2 separate regions of the Triticum aestivum genome follow, and region 1 is linked to region 2. A link is a contact called in public Hi-C data. All regions are on one chromosome and are shown on one strand. Each heading gives the region's core, a stretch centred on a gene start, on an enhancer-like site or on the middle of the called end of the contact. The rest is flanking DNA. Distances are from core to core; before and after follow the strand shown.

Region 1 (4,137 bases), core at 81-2,580, 950 kb after region 2:
TGCATGCTGTACAGCGCATCCTCCGTCTGGCGCTTCACGGCGACCCCCTCCAGCAGCGACATCAGCCGAGCCTGTGCTCTCGCCTTGTACCCCTTCCTTACCTGAACGCGAATAAAATGTTTCCAAGTTTTCAACATGTTAGATATATACTACGAGTAGATCGAAATGTGATCATGCAAATCTTTCATCTTCCTTGAGTTCTGCTGAGCATGGCCCAATTTTCTTTTATCCTTGAACGTTCAGGATAACTATTCAGATTTTGGCCTCCCAAGAGAAACAAGCTTGGCAATGGCTGATGCATTACCAGGTAGCCCCTGCAAGCCGTCTGAATCCTGACGACGGCAAGCTCCTCCTTCGACCGCGCGGGCGCTCTTGGCGTGACGACGGCCGTGGCCTCTGCCGGCTGCTGCGCAGCCACCGGCGCGGCGAGCGCCGCGGCTCGGAGTCCACCATCGTTTTGCTCGCTCGTCGTGCCGGCGGACTTGGCCTCCACAGCGTCCTGCTGATCAGGCTGCGGAGGAGGCTGCTGCTGGGCCGCGGGAGCAGTCTCCGGCGTCGCGGAGGAGGAAGAAGTGGACGTGCTGGACTTGCCGAACTGCCATAGCTTCTTGAAGCTCGATTTACTCGTCGGCCTCTCGGCCGGCTTCTTGGATCGACAACATCGATACGGATCGGTTATTTGCATCGACTGGAATTCGATGAAGACAAGAGAATCCCACGGTTTCAGTTACCTGCTTGCCTTCCTTCTCCTCGCGATCAGGTTCCGACGAGCTCAGGATCCTCTGCACGGCGTCAAACCACCTCACCTTCTTCCCCATTGCCCCCCTCCGCGCTCTTCGCCTATCGGTGTGATGACAAAATGCAAAAATCATCAAGAACAAGTGGAAATCTAATGATGTTTACGGCAGCAAAACTAGCATCAATCAACATTGCCACAGATCGAGCAAAACAAAAATGTGAACCTCTTTCAAAGAGCCTTCTTCTGTCTTCTGCCGGCTCGCCCTCTATGCCGTCGATGCCGCCGGAGTCGGACACGTCCGCCTGCAACCTCGTCAACGACGGCGAACCGCCTTGACGCACGTCCACTCCCCGTCAGGCCGTCGCGGACCCACTGGCTGGCTGGCGTCTGTTCCTGTCCCTACATTTCAGTCCCACCGCGCCTCACACTCCGCCGTGATAAACGCACGCACACCCCACGGCCCAGTTAGGCAAAAGCAGCCCACGAACCAACCTCACGGCCCACCCCTCGGCAGGCCCGTTGGTCCAGCCCATAAGCCCGGCCTTTCGGCCACTTCCCACCCCGTCTCCTCCTCCCAATCGGCTCCCCAGCTCGCCGATATCACCACCCAAATCGCCCGCGCGCGCGCAGCCTCAGAGGCCGAAGCCACCCGGAAGACCAAACCCTAGAGCCTCCGTCTCCACCCGCCAGGCCGACGCGCTCGCGCTAGCTCCCTCCCCGGCCTCCCGCTCCCGCCGGCCCGTGCACGAGGTATCTCGCCCTCCCCTCCCGCGGCGGCGAGATCGATTGGGGATTTCGAGGCTTTAATTTGCGCCGACTAACCTCTCCGCCCCAATTCCACAGATTCGAGTAGGGAGCGCCGGGGGTTGGTTCGCCGCGATGATCTGGCTTTCGGGGGTGGAGGGAGGGGTGGACCCGGAGGGGCGGGACGAGCTGCCGCCGGTGGATGCCGCTACGGACGGGGAGGCGATGGCGCAGGGGAGTTTCGGCGAAGCAGATTTTGATGCCATGATGGTGGAATCTGGTGGGGTGCAGGACGAGGAGGAGGGGAGTAGTAGCCTGGCGCAGATACAGAATATTGCCGCCGACACGGCGGAGATTTCTGATCCTGCCGTACCTCAACATGATGCTGAAGCCGGTAAGCATACTCTGACATCAGACTCTGGTTAGTTTGATCTACTGCATGTTGATTCCACCCCCTTGTTCCTTCGACTTGTATGGCATCACGGACTAATTGATTTTTGTAATCTTGCAGAATTGAACGAAGATGATCAGCGTACTAGATACCATCTTCCTCCCCTTGATAAAGATGGGTTTCGAGTTTCTGATCTTGTCTGGGGTAAATTGCAAGGTCATCCCTGGTGGCCTGGTGCAATTTTTGATCCTTCAGATGCATCTGAGCTGGCATTGAAGCATCAGAAAGAGGGCCACCATCTGGTAGCATTTTTTGGCGACGGTTCTTTTGCGTGGTGTCATGAATCCCAGTTGAAGCCTTTCATGGACAACTGTATAGAGATGGAGAAACAAGGCAATTCTGATGCCTTCACCAGTGCAGTTAACTCTGCGCTTCAAGAACTCTCAACGCGGATATTGACGGCCACGAGTTGCTCTTGTCTCCCAGAATACCTCTCTGAGAATGGCATGTGTTATCTGCGTGGGAATTTTGGGCTCAAGGCTGGAGTTACTTGCTCTAAGGTTAACCAGGCTGAGATATTGCAATATTTCAGTCCAGAACACCTTCTTCATTATATGAAGCTGCTGGCTCTGTCCCCTTGCCAAGGAGGTGTTCTGCAGGATTTAGTGATTGCTTGCTCTCAACTTATGTCTTTCTATCGCTCTAAGGGATACGGTGAAATTGCATCATTTCAATCTGGCAGTGCATGGGCAGAGGATGGCATCGACACAACTGTCACCAATGAAGTGCAGCCTAGTCATGTGAAGCCCAAAAGAGGTAGGGGAAGACCTCGTAAGCGAAAGCCTGACGATAACATAGAGTTGGCAGAGGGAAGGCCCATTGTGAAGCCTCAGAATGAACCGATAGTTCATAACAATATTGGTGAAACAGAGTGTGGTGAAGTTGACATCTCTGTGAAGAAGCCAGCAAAAAGGAGGCGTGTGCAGAGGCGCCATGGTGTGGACACCAAGGACTTATTATCTGGGATGGCAGCTTCTACTGAAATGAGCATGATTGGGAAAACTGAAGGGGACAGGAGTGAAGAGTGGAAAATTTTGCCTTGTCCTAAGGAAGAAACAACGGACCATATGCAGGATGCCTACTGGTCTGGACTGAGTTTACATACTGTCTCCACTCATAGCCTCAAAGGGGCAAGTGGCAAAACAAGGCCGATACGTAGGCGGAGACCGACGCGACGGACATGTGCACCTTCATCAGATCTTTCTTCCCCTGTACAGAATATGCAGCCTGAAACATTGGATGTTAACAGGAAGATAGAAGTGATAAAAAGATCAATTATCCACGTTGACGAGAAGATGGTCCATGACGTAAACCCCACTGCACTTATTTTGTGCTTTGGCAAGTCAATTGCTCTTCCTTCAGAAATGGATTTTATTAGGGTGTTCAGTCGCTATGGACCACTAAAAGAGACCGAGACTGAAGTGCACGAGAACATAAATACTGTTAAAGTTGTCTTCAGGAAACGTGTCGATGCTGAAAGGGCTTTCAGTGTTGCTGGCAACTTTGGTTCTTTTGGACCTTCACTTCAAAGTTTTCGTCTTGCGAATATGCCATTTTCTCTAAGAACGGCTGAATTGAATTATCCTAAGTTACACCCTGAAGATAGTAGCATGGAGATTCCTGGTAAACATTCTTTCTCTTAAATTTGTAAAATCCAGCGAGTTAAATATGCTTAGTTGCTTACAGTACCTTTTGCATGTGTTTTCTTATAGCTTGTAGGCTGTCTGGAGGTGCACTGGATTCTGTGCAAATTGACATCATCGACAAAGCTGGCAAAGGTGAAACTGTAAAGAATCCATCAGTTGAACACACTGAGATGGTCAAGCTTGCAGGACAAGATGAAGGCAATACCGAGCGTGCTTTACATGCTGGACGCAGAAATGAAGAGTCACCTGATGTTCTCTCAGATACCATGCAAACTGGAATTGTAGATGACACCTCAAAACACAAACTTGTGTGTGTACATGGTGTTGTCGAGGCCTTGGAAGATACCATGGAAGTTGATAATACGGATGAGACTCGAGACCTGAGAGCTCAAGCTTTTACCGGATATGTACCAAAACAGTCTTTGGGGGATGAGTACGCGTTCCAGGGAATCGAGGGGGTCAACAGTTGAAATGCCTGTTGGGGAGGCTAGAAAATTTAGCTGCTGCTGAACCATTAGCTGAGGAAACCGCGGAAGGTGAGATTGCAGCCAATCCAG
Region 2 (3,604 bases), core at 503-3,002:
TTGAATTACTTTTCCATGGCGTAGTACCCGGCGGAGGTGGCTCCATACTAGGATAAGAGTAACCAGAAGTGGTGTTAACGACTGTATTATCTATGTTGCTGCTCCCAGCAACTGGATTGCCAGCAGGAGTTGGCACAGAGTGATTGTAATAGTATGGCCACTGGTTGTACTGTTGCTGATATGAGAAAGAATTGGCAGGCACTGCACTGGAACTTTGGGCTGCATTGGTATCAGAGGATGGGTAGTTCTGGTATGACTGGGCATAATTGTTTCCTGAGCTTCCATCATTACGAGTGTCGGTCTGATAATAATAGTTGGTGGTTGCATATCCTGGCGCAGTCTGGTGACCACCAGCATTGTAATATGTGTTACTTGTAGGATCAACGTAAGACCCAGAATTCTGAAATGAAGTAAGAGGCTGATAAGCTGCACCTGAATGTTGGTTTGCTCCTCCTTGCTGCACAGAACAACTATTTGTTGCTTGTGGGTAGTTATAGTAATAGTTTGCATATTCTGCAGGATTGTAGCCATGCTGAAGTGAACTTGAGTAAGGCACATGAGAATGACTTGCATTTGTCAAGCCCATAGTCGACTGTACAGCAGGAGGCGCACTGCTTGCCACATTTTGATTATCTCCTGAAACCGATACATCCCTCTGTGGATCATAGTATACTGCATCTTGACTTTGATTGGCCACTGGATAGTTCCACGAACCTGCTGCTGCTGCGCCAGTTGTAGTGGACCATGAATGATCCCCAGAAACTAAAGGCGGATAAGCAGGCTGGTTTGTCTGGCCTGTGCCGCTGACCTGCCATTAGCAAAGAAAATTAATCATCATTCAGATAGATAGATTCTAATGGGCACCGTGACCAACTACAAAAGGGTTGTCCTCAGTGCGGCGTTAATCTAAAAGGCAAGTTCGGTTTTGCGGAGGGTATAAAATGTTTTAGTTGTGCATCGCAGCATTGGTGAAATAAATTAACTGAGTAAGTAGCACCAGCCCACGACGTACTTATACACACTACTGCAGCAAGGCCATTGAATAACCTCATGTAAGGGGAAAATTGGCACAAAACACGACAAAACAACACTTGCATGAGCTACAAAAAATCAGCTAGAATCATTTTATTTTTCCAAGCCACAATCGTCAACTTAGTTGGAGCACGTCTTATGCACGCAATTAATTGCACAGCACATCATCACAGGGCTGAATCCTCTACAACTGCCGTGATAAGAACATGCCAATGCACGGAGCTTATGGCAGGAACCAAACCATCCGTAATACACTTTCTCTGAAAATACTAAAACAGAAATCAATAGGCGGGTCACGTGGCATACCTCGACGCGCGCGGCGTCGGATCCGGCGGCCGGCGCAGCTCCGTGGCTGGCCATCGTCCCCGCGCCCGAACCAACCCTAGCGGCAACAAGGTCAACCGCCGCCGCCGCGGCCGTCAGAGACGACGAACAGAGGAGAATCGACGGCGGACGAATTGAATTGAAAAAAAAACACGGAGAGATCGGGTCAACGGGTTGGTTCAGCGGGGAGGATTCAGGGGGAAATCGAGTGGTCGGGATTGAGGGGAGATTTTCGGGGGGTGGAAGCGGCGATGCAGAAAGCGAGGGTGGGAAGAGGAGGATGCAGAAAGCGAGATGTGGGAGAAAGGAGCAGCGAACTTTTTTGGTTGCCCTTTTCGGATGCGTTGCGCTGCGGTTTGGTTGGGTGTCGTAACGAGTTCGTCGGAGACGGATGAGAGGGGAGAACGTGCCGGAGACGGAATGAATAACCGCGGCGCTTGCGTGAACGGGCCGTGGGCCTTCGATAGATGGGCCTGCGGCCTGCTTTATTTGAGCCCGGCTACTGTTTAGCAACTCTGCCTTCTTCGGAGAAACAGACTCTCCGGAGATTCAGTTATCAGAGAGATGTTTAGCAACTCTGCCTTCTTCGGAGAAACGGACTCTCCGGAGATTCAGTTATCAGAGAGATGTGGGGAGATTCAGAGAGCCGTAGGAATTCATTCAGGAACAGGACAGTAAATCATAACATCCCATCGAACTCGCGTCATTTGCACGGGAAGACGATATATATTCGATCTCATGACTGGGCTCATGGAGCTACAAGGTAACTAGAGACATTCTGCGATAGACAGATGGGTGAACAGGCAACATTTGTTCCGGCTACAGCTACTGAACGAAAGATATGACAGTTTTCTCGCGTCTGCAGGCTGCAGCCACGGCGGGGCGGAGTTGTTGGCTGAAGGCGAGGAGGCGACGGGTTGCGGACGGAGATTGACGCCTAGCCGCCGAAGCCGTAGAGGGTGCGGCCCTGGCGCTTGAGCGCGTAGACGACGTCCATGGCGGTGACGGTCTTGCGGCGGGCGTGCTCGGTGTAGGTGACGGCGTCGCGGATGACGTTCTCGAGGAAGATCTTGAGCACGCCGCGGGTCTCCTCGTAGATGAGCCCCGAGATGCGCTTCACGCCGCCCCTCCGAGCGAGCCTCCGGATCGCCGGCTTGGTGATGCCCTGGATGTTGTCGCGCAGCACCTTCCTGTGGCGCTTGGCGCCGCCCTTGCCGAGCCCCTTGCCTCCCTTGCCGCGCCCGGACATGGCTGACGATCTCTGTTTGGTTCGAGCTGCGAGCGGATGCGGGTCGAGGGAGCGGTCGTGGATTGTGGTGTTCTGATTTGGGGGAAGGAGGGGAGGGGATTAAAAGGGGTGGGAGGAAGGCGATGCGTGCCAAAGAATTGCGAAGGTCGAGACCGCGATCCGGGTATGGATGCCGCGGATCCGTGACGTGGCGGGAGTCTCGGCGCGGTAGATTGGCGGGGCGCGCCTGAAAATTTTCGTTCCGTGACGCGCCAGCTCGAAACCTTTTCCGCTCGTTGCCGCGCTGTCTGTGCGATTCCTTGGTGCGAATTCAGTTTCGCTTCTGTGGTGCTCGTGCGCGACGGCGCGAAAAATGAAACGGCAACGGAGTGTGCCTAGTCTAACAGTGGCTCTTACAAGCAGATTGTCTGACGTTTTCGAAAATTCAAGATTGAATCAGTGAAGGATTTTCAAAAGTCGTTGGTGTCAACTGCACCAATGGCTAGGGGCTCACGTAGATTGATCGTAGAGAGAGCGTGCCGGTTCCCAACAAGTGAAGTGAATTGGATTATCATTGGCACTCTGTTTCTTCCGAGCGATCGTCATCTCCGAGAAATACTAGAGTTAGAGAAGAGGAAATGGGTGTGAAGTTACACACTGATACTCCCTCCCCCGGTGAAAAGTGTGCATATAGATTTTTTTTTTTTGACTAATTGTGAAGCGGGTAAAAAATGCATTGGGAATAGGGGTGGGGACTTTTGAACCGAAAACCGAAAAACCGAACCGAGCCGAACCATATTAACCGATTTATCTATTAATTCGGTGATTCGATTTTTTGTTCGGTGGGAAATTTTAAGGCTGTTCGGTGTTTGGTTTCTGTTCAGTTTCCAGTGTCCAAAAACCGAATACACCGAAAAAACCGATATGTACGATACCCCATGCAATACCTTGTTTTCGAAAGTGCAGCGGGGGCGCGTCCTCTGGCAAATACTTGTTGGTTGTGGCAGACGTCAGGCCAGC

The links. Hi-C and Micro-C count contacts between places; a contact is called where the count stands out from the background.
Region 1: a contact with region 2 is called in a Hi-C map of leaf, with 3 times the contacts expected there. The contact joins the promoter of LOC123136255 here to the promoter of LOC123136202 in region 2. A contact is called at or near these places in 2 of 5 Hi-C or Micro-C datasets (both in leaf).

The regions. Positions count from the first base shown.
Region 1 is chr1B:523,919,373-523,923,509 of IWGSC CS RefSeq v2.1, forward strand. LOC123136255 reads left to right here and starts at 1,331. Exons shown (of 4, transcript XM_044555600.1): 1 at 1,331-1,489; 2 at 1,583-1,877; 3 at 1,995-3,557; 4 at 3,647-4,137. The coding sequence starts at 1,619. The coding sequence ends at 4,050. LOC123136264 (protein IQ-DOMAIN 3) reads right to left here and starts at 1,190. Exons shown (of 6, transcript XM_044555617.1): 1 at 963-1,190; 2 at 732-840; 3 at 305-643; 4 at 1-101. The coding sequence starts at 818.
Region 2 is chr1B:522,968,962-522,972,565 of IWGSC CS RefSeq v2.1, forward strand. It overlaps LOC123136202 (SAC3 family protein A), which reads right to left and starts at 1,753. Exons shown (of 13, transcript XM_044555549.1): 1 at 1,339-1,753; 2 at 1-808. The coding sequence starts at 1,392. LOC123136230 (histone H4) reads right to left here. Exons shown (of 2, transcript XM_044555565.1): 2 at 2,063-2,293.